Linked DNA regions of Mus musculus: region 2 is linked to region 1. Evidence: chromatin contacts called from public Hi-C data. All regions are on one chromosome and are shown on one strand. Each heading gives the region's core, a stretch centred on a gene start, on an enhancer-like site or on the middle of the called end of the contact. The rest is flanking DNA. Distances are from core to core; before and after follow the strand shown.

Evidence for each region. Hi-C and Micro-C count contacts between places; a contact is called where the count stands out from the background.
Region 2: a contact with region 1 is called in a Hi-C map of bone marrow-derived macrophages, with 12 read pairs. The contact joins the promoter of Prkn here to the promoter of 4930452A19Rik in region 1. A contact is called at or near these places in 10 of 39 promoter capture datasets (the C10 cell line, HPC-7-derived erythroid cells, cranial neural crest and 6 more), 1 of 15 datasets of contacts at CTCF or cohesin (the NIH/3T3 cell line), 4 of 484 Hi-C or Micro-C datasets (bone marrow-derived macrophages, nephron progenitors, neural progenitor cells and 1 more), 3 of 115 datasets of contacts at active chromatin or transcription factors (embryonic stem cells and stem cell-derived neural progenitor cells) and 2 of 9 other capture datasets (adipose tissue and liver).

The regions. Positions count from the first base shown.
Region 1 is chr17:9,771,135-9,779,056 of GRCm38.p6, forward strand. It overlaps 4930452A19Rik (RIKEN cDNA 4930452A19 gene), which reads right to left and starts at 4,732. Exons shown (of 4, transcript NR_045433.1): 1 at 4,709-4,732; 2 at 3,745-3,952.
Region 2 is chr17:10,835,550-10,843,471 of GRCm38.p6, forward strand. Prkn (parkin RBR E3 ubiquitin protein ligase) reads left to right here and starts at 4,810. Exons shown (of 12, transcript NM_016694.4): 1 at 4,810-4,940. The coding sequence starts at 4,934. Pacrg (PARK2 co-regulated) reads right to left here and starts at 4,642. Exons shown (of 5, transcript NM_027032.2): 1 at 4,212-4,642. The coding sequence starts at 4,319.

The sequences.
Region 1 (7,922 bases), core at 3,482-5,981:
TCCTCTATTATACAGAAGTTCTTTGTATATTAGGTGTGTAATTGGTCATCTACACTTTCTTGGGGTATCGTTTGCCTTTTGACTTTACACAACACACAGATGTACAGAGTCAGTTTTCAAAGTATGACAATATCACTTTTTTAAACATTAATCTGGACTTTGGATTCTTTTCAGATTTTTTTTCAGGATAGAAATATACCTGATACTGGTTTTTTTTTCCCAAGAAGGCTGACAAGTTATTTGAATATCACTTATTGTAAAAGTGTTGTGTTCCAAAGAGGTAGTGTGTGTGTTTTCATATCACTTTTGTATTATACTGATTTTTTAATTTTTTATTTACTAGTACTGTGTATCTAGATATTATACAAGTGGGCTTGCAATAGCACACATGAGGGCATCAGAGGACAGCTTTGTGGAGTTGGAACTCTCTACCATGTAGGTTCTGGGGATTGGGCTCAGGACATGAGGCTTGCATTGATCAAAGCTGTATGTGGGTTTTGAGTATAAGCATCAAAGGTGGCCCTTGGGCTTACACCATGTGGCAGAATCACATGGCAGGAGACACCTTTACCCTCTAAACCATCTCACCAATCCAGTCTAAACTTTCAATGTGTACTTGGAGTTCTTCCTAAACCTTTAATTTTTTTATTCCTCCGGTCCTTAAATGCACTTGGGGTTCTTACAGAAGATTTATATTTTATTGGATCTTTTATCTTCCTTTCCCAGTAAACTTCAGCATCCAGCTACCTGGCTTTGTGAAAAATGAGTGTATCTTATGCACATTTGTGTGTATGTGTATGTGGTGTGTGTGTATGTCTGCATGTACGTGTGTATATGTGTACATTTGTGTGTGTGTGTATATCTGTGTATATGTGTGTTTGTATTTGTATTTGTGTGTGTGTGTATATATGTCTGCGTGTACGTGTGTATATGTGTGCATTTGTGTGTGTGTATATATCTGTGTATATGTGTGTTTGTGTGTTTGTGTATATCTGTGTGCACACATGTTGCACTAAACTCAGAGATGATCCTGGAGGAAGCTGTCATGAAGATGACAGTACAACACTTGTATCCCGCTAAGTCTTTCTGGGTGTAGCAATGGGTTGTAATTGATTTTAAGCCATTATTTTTTAGTTTACTCTTATATATTTTACCTTATAATGCCACAGCTATTGGGGCTGTTCTCATTTTTTATGCGTGCTGATAGGCCATTTGTGAATATAAAGGCTATTGATTTTTATATGTTAATTCTATATTCTAGCAATTGATTACTCTTTTTCAATTAGATGAGTTTTACGATTAGTTCTTTGCAGGGAGTTCTTGGTATTTTATTTTGTCAGCTGAGATAATTATATTGTTCTCTAGCCATGTTGCCATTAATTCTTTACTCTGATCCAGTAGCATTGGCCAATACTTCTAGAACAATGTTAAATGTAGTAAGTCAGTGGGGATCATTTCAAAGGAATGGCTTTAGTGCATCCCAATTAGGACTGATTCTGGAATTAAAATTAGGACGTGCATTAGCTAAGCCCAAGAGGTTTCTTATCCTTCTGTCTTCCTCCCCATTCCTGTTTGTTGGGATCATGTGATGCCTCTCAGTCTGGCATGAAAATCACTGTCCTTGACCTGCTGTGTGTTTGGACTGTCCGTGTTCACAACTCTGCTTCCCTTCATACAAAGATATACAAGGTATTTATATAAATAATATATATTCTAATATATTAGAGATTTAGATTCCCAGCCCTATTTTTGCAAGATATTTTATAAAGAACGGAAGAGACTTTGTGACTATTTTCCATAGTTTTAGGGATAGTTATATGATTCTTTTCCTTAGATCTAACTATGATATATCAATATTCCTGATCAGCCATGGTGGAATGAATACACCTATAATCCCAGCACTCAAGAGGCAGAGGATAGGGGGACTGGGTCAAGTTGAAGGCCAGTATGGTCTACACATAGAGAACCTATCTCAAAAATCAATCAATAAATGAATGAATAAATGAATAAATATTCTTTTCTAATATGAATCAAATTTTCACAGTGAGTGACTTTGGATTTTCCCATCAGTGCTGACAAATGGGCTTGATCCACCATCTCTTGAGGGTCCCCCATTGTCTGTGGACATGACTCAGGCCTCCTAAAACTGATCTGGACATGCCCTTGCATCTGTTTCCTGGAACAGCACTTCCATGTGCACAACATCCCCTCGGACTCTGTATTCTCTAAGGAGTGGCACCTGGCACACATTTCTATTTCTCCTGCAGAACCTGTCTAAATATGTTATATCTATTAGGGGTCATTCTAGTAAACTTCACTGGACTGGGAAATGATCCTCAGGCTTTCCAAAGTTACCCACATCAAGGTGCATGGATGCTCATTGACGCTACCTGCATCCATGTGCTCGCGTGCTCATCTAAGTTTCCGGCATAGACGTGCACAGATGCTCATTGAAGCTATCTGAATCAATGTGTGCGGATGCTCACCTAGGATTTTCTTGGCTCTCCCTGGTCTCAGGCGCTCTTTATTCTTTTGTTTTGTAAAATCTTATCCATGTTTTCTATGTTTAAATTAACTAACACTTTTTTCTATTCACATTTTAAGAACACTTTCTCCTTACTAACATAATCTAGCACTGTCTCTACCATTCTGTCATTCTGTCACCTCTTCCTACCCTTCCTGTCATTGACCATTCTTGGTTGTTCTGTTTCTGTTTCTACTTTGATATTTTGTTTCCTTCTATTGTTTGAGGAAGATTAGGCTTCTGTCTCTTGCTGTGTAGCTCAGGCTAACCACAAACTCTTGCCTCTCTTGCCACACTGGACCCCACCCTTTCTGGAATCACACTGTGTACACAATCACCGCTTCCTCTTTCAACTTCTAGCTTTTTGTCCCAATTGCTTCCTTTCCATGTCTTTTCACGTCTTTAGATGCTTCCTTGAATCTCTTCAATTAAGTTCTCATTGTTAATCACAGCTCATTTCTGTTTCTCAGGTTGTTTTGTTTTCTTTTGAACTATATTTACTAATGTGTAAGCGTGTGTCTCTGGTTGTGTGCACAGGGGTTTTAGGTGCCTACAGAGGGCAGAGATGTTTGATTTCCTTGAAGCCAGAGTTCCAGGAGATTAAGAGTTGCCTGATGTAGGGGCTGGGACTTGAACTTGGGTTCTCTGAAGTGTAGCACATTTTCATAACCTCTGAGCCATTTCTCCAACCCTCGTAGCTTCTTTTCACTTTATCAGTTTCTATGTGCTAATTCCAGTATTCTGTTTTCTCCAGATGGGCTCGCAGAGCACAATTTGTGTTTTCTATTCTCCTTCCTCAACGGGGCAAGGTTCCTGCTTAAAATGTAGTTTTCTATCCATCTGTTGTCCTCTGGGTGGTTTTCTTAGTGGTTCTCAAGGTGGGAGAGACATATTGGTACACACCCTACTCTCATCTCCATTGCTCCTGTTTCTTTCTTTCCTCTCTGGCATGCCCCTGGTGGGCACCAGATCCCCTTATTCATACTATCCACAACATGAGAAAGTAGCATCTCAGAGGCCACAGCCCCCAATGGTGTTCAAGTCTCAATCCCTTCCCTGAGGCCAGTGTTCCAAACAGCAGGAAAGAAGGGCTTCTGGGGAGATGGCCTTGTCCATGCCATCCTGTCTTCCTGAGCCTTCCCAGCAGACCCTAGCCCTGAACCTAGCAACTTCTAGGGTTGGCAAGAGTGCAGGTAGAATCTGGTTACTTCTCTTCTTACATACTGCTCTGTAGGTCGGGCCGTCCTGCGTCTTCCGGGAAGTTGAATGTGTGATTCATGGGTGAAAACTCTAAGAGGAAGCAGCTGCACAGGGGTCACATGCTCTGCTCCCCCATACTCCCCAGAAGATTCCTCTCTTCTCCTTGACGGGTCCATCTTTCATGTTCTGTGCAGCAGGATCTAAGCTCCTGGAAGACCTGAGGTCAGACTTTAACAAAGGCAGAAGTGTGAGCACCAGGACGCAGCCATATTCAAAGGGGCTGGGAATAGACATCCCTGGGGAGTCCCTTGAAAATTAACTGAAACAGGGTTTGTGACAATAAACACCTGCCATGTTGTGCATTCTTTAAAATGTCACCACTTTATCCAGCTACTAGAAAACATCTTTCCGGGCTTCCCTGGGGACATACTTGACCCAACCTACTGGCTCTTTCAGGGGATATTCTAAGAACTTACATGGCAGGGATTTAACACCTACTTAGCCCAAAGCCAGCCTTCTTTTCAAAGCTGAATTGGCAAATCTGGAACAGGAAAGCACTAAACAATAAACAGGCATTTTCCTACAGACACAGAGACGGAAGCTAACAGAGCAGGCGCAGGCATTCTAATGCTGGGCATGCCATCTGTCTTTGCCTCTGCGCTTTTTGCGAATGTGGAGACAACTGAGCACTCTTCCAAAAGTGGACCCTGTCCTAAAGTAATATTTCTAGTTCAGGGGTCCTTAGTCACTGTGAACTTTTTCTCTTCACCCTGTCAGTGTAGAGTCCCACAAGCAGCAAGTGGGCCCATCAAGCTAATAATAGAAAAACCATTTTCTGACTTCCTTCCTCTTAGTTGCTCCATGATCCACCCTCCCCACTAGTACCCCAATCCACCTCAGTCCTCAGGACTTGCCTCTGGCTCTCAACAGCAGCAATGACTGCGTCTCAGTGAAAAGAGGAGATGGATAAAATATTACCCTAACCTCAGCGGCATGAGTAAAGCCCTTATTAGAATTCGGAGCCTACAGCTGGAACTTCCAGCATAGGACAGGAGATAAAGTTCCGTATTGTTAGCTCACAAGTGGCTTGGACTTCCTGGCAAGGGCAGGGAATTCCTCAGTCATTTATGCAAGTTTTCAGAAACGCTCCACTGTTCCCCAACAAAAAAAGCATTCAGGGTGAGAGTGGGGGCTCCCCCACCAGACCTGGAGAGTGGCTTTGGGGACTTGAATGGACGCTTCGTCCGGTGTCAATGGTCTCTGTGGGAAAGGCAGTGATGTCACCGCAAATGCATCTAGGGTTTTGCTAGGCCACCCTTACTTGCTACCCACTTCCTCCGTTGTTGTCTGACTTTCTCTCCTTTTCTTTTCCTCTCTCTCTCTCTCTCTCTCTCTCTCTCTCTCTCTCTCTCTCTCTCTCTCCCTCCCTCCCTCCCTCCCTACCTCTCTCCCTCCCTCCCTCCATCTCTTTCTCCCTCCCTCCCTTCTTCCCTCCCTCCTGCCCTCCCCGCTTCCTCTTCCTTTTAGCTTCTTTGAGGCCAGTACTTCCCTGCAAGTGCAGCTCAAATCCAAAGGCCCCCATCAGTGTTGTTGCCATGGCAATGCCAGCCTCCTACACGGTCTTCTTTTCTCTTTTCTTTCTTTTTGGCATAAAAAGTAAAAGAGGCTTGAAAGCAAGGGCAAGAATGAGAAGGGAACAGAGCCAGTTTGGCCCTGCTCGGTGTCCATGCTGGATGAGAAAAGACTGAAGCAAATGAGGGATAAAAAAAAAAAAAAAAAAAAAAAAAAAAAAAAATGACGGGACCCGCAAGTGAGACACAGCAGAAGCCTTTGAGGAGCAAAGTGTACTCTTTCACTTTCAAAGCTTCAAAACAGTCCAGACCTCTGCTTGAGGCAGCACAAGAGATGGATGAGCCAACGGACAACAGAAGAGTAAAGAAGTTGCCACAGGAACTAGGGTCCTACTTGCAAAACTGCATCCAATCCCAACATTTAGAGGCAGCTCCATCAGAACTCCGCCCTATCCTCAGAAGGGAAGGAGAGAGGAGAGCTTTAAAGGGGCTTTCATCTCTGCGAAGAGAGAATACTACCATGTGTGCTCGGATGTCCAGAATGCCAGCTCTACTGTAACCTGGCTGCAGAAACCAGTTCCAAAGGTGTCTGCTGTGTCTCCTCATCCATTGCCACTAACGCTACAAAGACGGTGACATCAGAAATCCCAGGATTTTCTCCCTCAGGGGACACAGTCTTACTTTAAACCTTCCAAAAGATCAGAAACATGTCATTTCTAGTACGCCTCCCCTACATTCCTCAAGAGTTGGGTAAAGCAACTTGAATCACTATTGATTCCTTCCAAGCCAGAGCTGTTAGGTGAAAAGTCAGACTGTCCACTCTGCATTCCCTGAACCACATGTTCCAGTCTGCTTTGCAGGCACCTTCTTGATGTCATCTGCCACCTGATCTACCTCCTGAATCTTTGGCCACAGGCAGTGACCCTTTCCTTCCTTCCTTCCCAAATAGCTAATCAGCTGTGGAGAAAGCATCCTGTCTCCAAAGGGTGGCCCAGACATATGAGACTCTGTGTCCTTGAAAGGTTCAAATACTAAATGCACAGAATAAAATGTTCCAGAAGTCAACAGTCTGTCTGGAGGTGCCACTAACTGGAAATTATTGGAAAGAAAAAAAGGAGGCAGCTGGTGTTCTGAGGGGGCACCAGCTTGTAGGCAGGTCTGAAGCAGGGAGATGTGGAGATGGGAAGTGTCCATCTTAGAATACTGTGTAATCTAATGCCTCTCCTATTGAACTTGTACATCAGCTGCAATCTTCATGCAATGCCCTCTGATGGGGCTCAATCCTTTCCCTCCCTTCTAGATGTTGAAATAATTTTACTTTCTTCCTCCCCATCTCTTGGCATATGTGTATTCAACGTGTGTATTCATACATGTTGATGCATGTTTAGGTGCGTGTGTATGCATGTTCGTGTGGAAGCCAGAGGCAGACCTACAGTATTTTCAAGAGCTACCTACGTTGTTCTTCAAGACAAGATAGCTCAGTGGGACTTAGTCCAGTTACAGAGGATGGTCAGTAAGCCCCAGGGATAGGCCATTTTCTACCTCTCCATTGCTAAGATTAGAATCATCCTTCACACAGCCAGTTTTTTACATGGCTGCTAGGGTTGAATTCAGGGCCCCATGGTTGTGTATATTGCTACTTCACCTATACCTGTGTATTCAGTTGCATATCTTCCTCCTCTCCCCTTAGTCCCCATCCTTCCCTCTCCTGTTCCTCTCTATCTAGTGTGTGTGTGTGTGTGTGTGTGTGTGTATGCTGATAGAACTCAGAGGACAACCCCTCTCTCCCATTTCTCATGTGTCCAGGTGTTGCATAGCTTTTCTTTCTAGATAACATCCCTCTCATTAGTTTAGATGCCATCAACTAGTCTAGGCTAGTTAGCCTAGCCTGTAAGCCCCAAAGATCTGTCAGTCCTCCTTTCTAGCACTAGAATTATAAACATGTACTGCTATGCCTGGATTTTTGCAAGGATTCTTGGGATCCAACTATGTCTTTACGCTTGCAAGGCAAGCACTTTACAGGTGAGCCTCTCTTCCCAAACCCCCGGTAATTAAGTGTACATCTGTTAAAACATGCACCCGAGGTTAGAACGTCATTCTTTTGATCACACGTTATCAAGGTTTTATCATAGCAGTGGAACTAGCACAAAGATCGAGAGTCATGGAGCAGAGGCCCTTGTGGAAGGTCTTTAGGCCCCTCCAGAAACCCACATATAGCATGCTGTAGTTCACTTAATACACACTACATAGACAATTCTGCTTTCCCTGCCCCTGCCTTGTCATACTTTGGGCTGAAGAACCTCCTGCTGGCAGGTAGTGTCCTCTGTATGTCTCTCCAGTGTCCTCTACATCAGCCACTTTCTTCAATGGATACTATGCCAGATGACATCTCCCTCCCCCTCTACTCTTCTGTGGAATCACCACAGGCTGTGACCCTGCTCTTCCCGAATTAACTCCTCAGAGTCATTTTCAGCTGGGTCTTTCACCTGGTTCCTTTCCTTCTGGCTCTGCCAATTTCCTACTGAGCACCAGCATCCACTTAACTTCAGCCCCTGAGCTTTGGCTAGAGATTTTCAACATCTAAATATATCCACATGATCTGAATGTGGCCAATGACAGCTAAAGCC
Region 2 (7,922 bases), core at 3,560-6,059, 1.1 Mb after region 1:
AGTTATTACCTCAGAGAGCACGAGTGGGTGGGCCTGCAAGGGTTAGGGAACAGGGTCGGATGGAATGATTGTGTAGTTAAGATTTTTAGTCAGAAAATAGCTTACTACAAAGTCAACTTTTTAACAAAAAGTGGAGACATCTTGAGAAGGTGGTTTGTATGTTGTACACGAAGGAACCGGAAGGAAACAGTCACCAAGGCAGACATGCCACCAGTGTATCAGAACCAGCAAGAGAGCTATAATGGTGGCACTTGGGCAAGTAAGTGGGGAAGTGCAGATGGTGATAGGATCCATAGAATTAAATGTGCACGTATGTGAACACAGATGTGAAAAGCAGCAGGAGCCACCTCTTAGAGGGCCTCACAGGAGGCTACAACTTGAGCTTTTTTTCAGTGCAGTGAGTTTCTGAGCACTGAAGGTATGGACCAACATGGCTGGACTTGTGTTTTAAAGCAATTTGGGGGGCTCCTAATTGTTCAAATGTTAAAAAAAAATTCTAGAGACAAAATCCATTTTAATGACAAGGTGAAGAAAACAAAGTTGCTTTTCTTCATTAGTTATCAAATACATTACTTGCCTGTGGTAAAATTTGAAGGTGAGTTAATAGATTCTGTTTTCCCACAGAACTTATACAAGGGTTTAAAATACAAGCAGAAATAAGTGTAATGTAAATAATTAAACGGTGAACGAGGCATAACTTAGGATGGGGGAGGAGCGGGTCTAAGGAAGGTCCTTAAAACAGCAGTTGTTATGCTAACCATAAATGTGTGAGTTGCTTCACAGCCTGTCTGCTTTTACTGACTGTTCTGTCCCTGGCCCTTAAAGGAGTACTGGGACTGTGCATACCCACTGATCAGTGGATGTTTGTTATCTGGTGACAGTGTGATGCTGTAGATGGAGGTTATGTAAAAGGATGGGCAGTCAGTAAAGGAACAGCATCAGCCAAAACTCTAAAGAACCACTCCATCTCTTGGGTTTCAGTTAGCTAAAGTACCTAAGAGCGGGGGTTGTTTATGAATTTAAAAAGTATCAAATAGGATTAGATTATAGAAGCTTGCTGGTCTAGGCCATGAAGAGAACAACAATTAGTGTTGAAAATGGAACATTGACACCCAGCCTCACACCAGGCTCCCGCCAGAGCTCAGGGGACACTGAGTAAAGGGATCAGAAAGAATGTATGAGCCGGAGGACGTAGAGGCATGCTGTCCTCTGGACGTGATATGGCCATTGCACTTATGAATGCCTGGGGCATGCCTAATCAAGATCAAGGCAGTTAATGTGCCAATGTGGATGAGAAAGGGGCTCATAAGGCTTCACCCCTAGCTGAAGAGCCATGGAGAACTGATGGCAGCAGGAAGCTGGGAGGAGTCCATTTTCTTTCTGGTATGTGGCACCTGACAAGTCACCATGCTCAGGTGGATGACAGGGACACATGCAGGCAGCACTAATAAACTCAGTGGGTTATGAAAAACAAAACAGGAGGACATGAAGGTAGGAGGGGCAGGATTTAGGGAGAGAGGGAGGCAGGATTTGGGTTGAATATGATCAAGATATGTTGTATAAATGCATGAAATTATCTAAGAATTGTGGCTGGCTCTGTGGAATGTGGTTTTTTGTTTTGTTTTCATAGCTCCCAAATATTCACATTGTGTAAACAGAGAAACTTTGTCCTGGAAAGTTTGGTCTAGCTGTACTGATGATTGACAGGTAGAGAACAGCTTGGGAGACCTTACATTCCTGAGGTGTGGGGGTGATGAGGGCCCCCATCCAAATCCACCATCTTCACTACTTGCACCGCACTGAAGGAGTGTTTGCCGTCCTAGCCACCGATGCTTAACCATTTGCATCCTGAATCTTTTACTTGTCTTTATGCTTTTCTTCACCATAATGCACCAGCTTCAGCTCAGGACCTCTAATGATCCCCATTGTCCCATCACCCTGCTATCACAGTAATAAAAGATTGCAAGTTTGAGCTAGTCACAGAGCTATCAGTTACAGCCCATCTCAGCCTCTCTTTCAACTAATTATGCCTTCAAACCTAAGCTTAGACATGGACTAAAGCAGCAGCGTGAGAGGAGTTTCTGGGGCTCAGCGAAGTAAGCAACGTCCTCATCACTGTGCCGTTTTGGCAGGTAATGTCTATCTTGGAGATTGTGTCTTTTTGAAACTCTACAGCTTTCTTAGCCTGTTTTCTGAAGGGCCTGGAATCAGGGCCTACAAGTGAGATCTCCACAGCCTTGGATCCATATTCTAACTTGCTGTGTGTGTGTGTGTGTGTGTGTGTGTGTGTGTGTGTGTGTGTGTGTGTGTCTGTGTGTGTGTCTGTGTGTGTGTGTCTGTGTGTGTGTCTGTGTGTGTGTGTCTTTGAGTCAGGGCCTTCATATGGAGGGTAGTTTCCTTTGTTCTTGTGTAGCCCAGGATATCTTCAAGGAGGCTCTACCTTCTGAGCATGAAGTTGTGGCATGCTTCACAATGCCTGACCTATCTTGCTTTTTGATGAGGTTTGTATAAGCCATAAAGGTTTTTTGCTGACAGAGGGAATGAATACTCATTAACTGGTTTTTGGTCATGGACTTTTTCATCATACTCTAAGAAGGTAAACAATCTGCAAATCTCAAATTATACAACTCCTTTCAACTTTTAATGGAAAACACTGTATCAATATGAGTTTAAATATTCTCTGATTGACGACTTTTGTGGTTGCTCACTTTTACTGAGACCAAACCAAAAGTTCATGCTGATGTAACAACCACTCATTGCTTAGGACTACTTGTCCCTGGATTTTTAAGAAATTAGTTCACAAATAATAAATGTTTACATTTATCATCATTTCATAAACAATTTCCATACTTCCTAGGATAGATTCCATGTGTTTTTCTTGGAAGGACATTGAAAAGACATTGCCCACTGAAATGGAGTCTTACAGAGGGAAGGGAAGGTGGCTGAAACTCCTGAGAAGTAGTTTGGAGTTGGCTTTTGGGACACTTGGTTGCAATTTAAAAGATGAATGTTGGTATATACGCTCTGAAGAGAAGTAGACTTTCAGAGGGAGAGAGATACTTTATAATGTGACAAAAAGTACATCCGAGAACTCACAGGTGGTGAACTGTTAAGGACTGAATAGAGATGCACCTTTTCTGTTTCCTGTAACTCTGCAGTTTGCTTTTACACTCTATAACTACTATAGATCAACCAATATACAATAGCAACATAGGAATCCAAGCTGGAAGTCTACAGGTAATCTACTTCATTTGTGTCCTCTAAGTGGTATGTATAAGATTTGCAATATATAAGTAGAAATATAGTGGGACAACGAAGAACACTATTAAGCTAATATATTGAATTGCTGTATAATAAGATCCTCTCAGGGTGTAAATTGTACAAAATTGAAAACTACATTTAGTATTAAATCTCTCACACTCCTAAACAGGTGCCCACTCAGTAGACAAACATGGTTTAGCATACCAAATCATATGGTATTTAATAAACAAGAAGATTGAAAAGCAGTATTAGGCATATAGCTAAACCGTTTGTGTGCCTTTGAATATTTTCCCCTATTCGTGTTAAGAATATTTTATTTGTATTATCACAACTCATAAAAATGAAATAGGGCTTGTATTATTAGAGACACTTGAAATAGAGCTTATATTGTTTAAAATGTATTTAAAAGGCCTATCAGGAACCAGTCTTCACATAAGTAATTTTTGAATACTTTAACAGGTTAATACCTTTTTTTTTGTCAGAATGTTGCTGAGTAAATGCTAAGGCATTCTAAAATGTCCCAGATGAGATAAATTAGTATATATTACTGATGAGTTTATGTGTCTCATACTGGTTCGTGTTAAATTTTGAAAGCCTATGACTTCTAAGAGCATTCACTCCAGAAGGTCTTGTACTGAGTGGACTAAGTTTACAATAAAGATAAGGATTTTTTTCCCCCTTACCAGTGAAACAGCTTAAGTGTAATTTGGGGTAGTGGAGAAAGCACACTTGCTCAAGAAGGTGCTTATACGCTAACTCAGTACATCGCCTGCCCCAAAGGTTCTTTAACCACCTAGCCTACATCTCTGCACACTGTCGGGCAGAGTCTGCTACTGACCGAGTCATTGCCAGTTCTGGTAAACAGTACCAGGACCCAGGGCTTGTCATCCTCTACAACCACATGTCCCCTGATTCGGAGCAAGTGCGTTCAATCGAGGAAGATCACTTACGACTGAGTTTTTCATCATGGCTTTGACTGTGAAGCCCTCAGAAACCAGGGAACGAGGCTGGTGCACCTGGAACGTCTGTTGTGGCAGCAGTTTAGTCCTCTTCGGCATCTTGTCTGGGCATTTGTTTAAGGTCAGGGTCTCTTTTTCTACCACATTCTTCCTAGAAAACGTCTTGTTCTTATCAGAGGTGTGGAAGAAAAACCAGTGGCTTTTACAGAAGTGAGCAGGGGGTCGGGAAAACACTCTAAAAGGCTCTAGTGGTAGAAATTCAACCCCTCGTGCTGCCCAGGGAGATCCAGATGTTTGGCAGCACCAAGGTGGAGGGAGTTTAGGGGAGGAGAGGGGCGGGAAGAGGGCTGGGATCCGAGGCTAGAGTCTCTAAGAGCTTCCAAAGGTGTAAGCCTCCCGGTTGCTAAGCGATTAGTCAACATTAGGAGACGCTAGTCCCGCCCCTCCGTGACGAGCGTTTCCGGAAAAGGTTACCAGCGAAGACAGTTGCAGCTGCCGGAGGCGAATCTTACGGGTTAAAACTACGCCTCCCAGCAGGCTTCGCGCTAGGGGCGGGTGGTTGCGCGTGCGCACTGCGCCCGCCTGGCTCGCGAGGGGAAGGGGGAGGAGGCCTGGATGACTAAACCTGACAGAAACGCTGGTGGGAGGCTCGGGCGGGCGCCAGTGCCCGCGTAGGTCCTTCTCGACCCGCAGCCACCACCCGCCCGGTGACCATGATAGGTACGTGGGTGCCTGCCAGGTACAATCTCTCCGCGCCGCCCCGCGTCCGTGTGTGGCACCACGTCACACCCCACGGGTCCGAGTGGGATCCTCGGGGGCCGACCCGAGCCACCTGTCAGTGTCACGGCGGAGGCGTGCGTGCCGCGCTCCGTCCGCTCTGTGGGCTTCCTCGGCCCGCCCCCCCCCCCCCCCCCGCCCATAGCCTGGTCCGGTGTGTGCTAGAGCATTAGGTATGAGTTTCCAACCTGCCTTAGCCAAGGTTAGCTCGCTGAAGACTGTATCCCCACGGACACCCGCGTGCTCCACTGCGACCCCCGACGGCGGGGCTCGCCCTGCCGCTCCACGGGGTGACCAGCCCAGGTCTGTTTCGGTCAAGCTGTCCTTCACTTCAGGGCGAGTTCACACACCCTAGGACTTAAAGAAAATCTCAGGAAAGCATCTGCCTCGTGGAGATCGCACCTCAGTTCTGTCTTTTTAAATGTGTCCTCGGAGATCTGAGACGAAAGACTAGCCGAGTAGATAACTGCAAAGATGGCTTTTTCCCCCACTACAGTTTGTGACTGGGTGCAGTTTGACCAGTGCAGCTTTGGAAGTGGCCACTAGGGTTGTTCTAAGCAGTGTGAAGTAGGCAGATTGGAAAGGACCTCCCTGACAGAGATGTTATATGTGAAGCCACGTTTTGGGTTCTCCTCCGGGATAAGTAGAAATAAATGCATAATTTAGCGCACATTCCCGTTTGGAGGTTTCGTTACTGTAGACTCGCCGCCCCCATCCAAGTGATGTTCTGAAGATGTAGTGAACTTGTTTGTGATATATGCCTGACAGGTATCGCACTAAGCACATCTGAAGTCGGTCTATTTGAGATGTGTCTAGAAGATGGATGAGAGGTGCATTTATGAAGTAAATGCGTTACACGGTGAAAGTAGCCGAGTCTGTTTTAACTCATAAAAGTAATGTTACAAGTGTGCAGCCCTCCTCTCTTCCTCTTGAGAGTCATGCTAGGCAGCTAAGATGCTCCTGGAAGCAGAGGTGCACGCTCATGGTGTCTAGCTGCTTCTTCCCTCCATAGGGCAGTGTGTATTTTGGATGAATGAATTGGAAACTTGTTAAATTAAGAAAAAAAGTATACATTTTTATGAATGGCACTAAGCTTTTAAGTGACATTTACTTAAGAGTCGTTTGTAAACCCAAATCTGAACTGATTAGTGCGAACCAAGTGGGACAGATTAGGAAAAAAAATACAGATTTTACAAGAGAGAAATACCTCATATTTTGAAAACAATTACACACGTTTAGTTTCTTTCAACTTAAACTAGTTCATGGATGATTTTGATAAGCAAATGTCCCCTAAGGCTATATAAATATAGGAAATTAAGACCTAAAACTTAAAACTATTTTTAAAGTCTCATAAATTATTATATTAATAACTTTAGGATGGAACACAATTTAGCCAGCTTTATTTAGATTTACCTGGAGCCCTCTTAATAAGAACTGTGCCATTTGAATGTTACAATTAAATTAATTAGTAATAAAAACCAGGGAAATAGAAGACAGATTTAAAACTCTTCTTTCTTTGGCTACTCTTTTTACAGGGTGAATAAGTGTGCGTTTTAACACAAATGATTGTATCCTTGTCCCCTGCCCCATGAAAAGGAACTTCCATTCAAAAACAAAAACCCTACACAAACAATGTTACATTGTTTTGTTTAACTAGTTGTATTGCCTAATATTATTGGTGGCCGCATTTTCATGAAGTTCTGAATTGCCAGGTTGGAGGCTTGGGTGTGGTGACAGCACCTAAAGCAGGTGAGAGGGAACCCAATCCGGAGGAAGCTTTGGGAGGAATAGTTCTGCATTTTTATGACTAATCCTTGAACAGGAAACAAGGGCCGACAGGAACTGCACAGAGATCTGCTACAGAGCAAAGGACACACAAATAGCTCCAGGGACTGAGCAGTGTCTTCCTCTGCATAGCACTACTGAGAGCTGAGGCCTTCTGTACTTGAGCTCTCTCCCCCTGCAGTACTCTCCTAGTGAAGGAAATACTGCACTCTGTCAGTGAAGTCCTTGCTCTGAGAAGAATCCTCTGGATTGGCTTCCTGGCCAAATAAGAGGAAAGGAGACTAATACTTTATTGCCCATAAAATAATTTTCCTTTTGTTGTTTCAAAGTAGAGGGTTTCCTTCTTGTCATGGAGATGGCTTCAAAAGTACTTACATCTCCCATTTGGATTATGATTGACATGCTAAATGCCTTGACCTAGAGAGAGTTAAACCATAATTTTATTGAAGTTAATGAAAAGTCTGCCTTTGTGAGGCATGGAGAAGGGATTCATAATAAGAAAATTTAACTGAGAAAAACATAATTTTGAGCACCTATTTTAAAACTTTTTTTAAATTTAAAAAAAATGAGCACTTCTTTGTGTTTAAAATTGATTTTTAGTAGTGACAATTGAGAATTGTTCTAAATGTACTATACATTTAGGCATTTGATAATATCAGCTATTAAAGCACACGAGTACCCATACAATTGAAAAAGAAAGTTCTTAAATTAAAACCCCATGTTACAGAAGATATTTAAAATAGAACTGTAGCTCAGTGAAGTATTCTAAGGTGCAGAAGACCTTGGGCTCCATTCAAAAGTATTGTTTTTTTTTAATTGATTAAAATATTATTTCCTATATCTTGTTTAAAATCACTTCGAGAATTTAACTGTTTGCATATTTAAAAAATCACATTAATTCCTGCCTATTCTTCAATTTTATCAGATTTATTGGTTAGGAAAGTACCCTGCCTTTTAAATACATTTTCAGTAGTCATAGCATAGGCGTGCTGGTGACTTGGAGTCCTGGCCTCTCTCTCAGTGTTAGCATACATTTATTATCACTTGCCAGAAAGTGTCTTCTTTCTAAATTGTCTTCTCTATTGATAAAGGGTAGAGTATTTTAATTTGAAAGGAGTTTTAGGATGAGTCATTCATTTT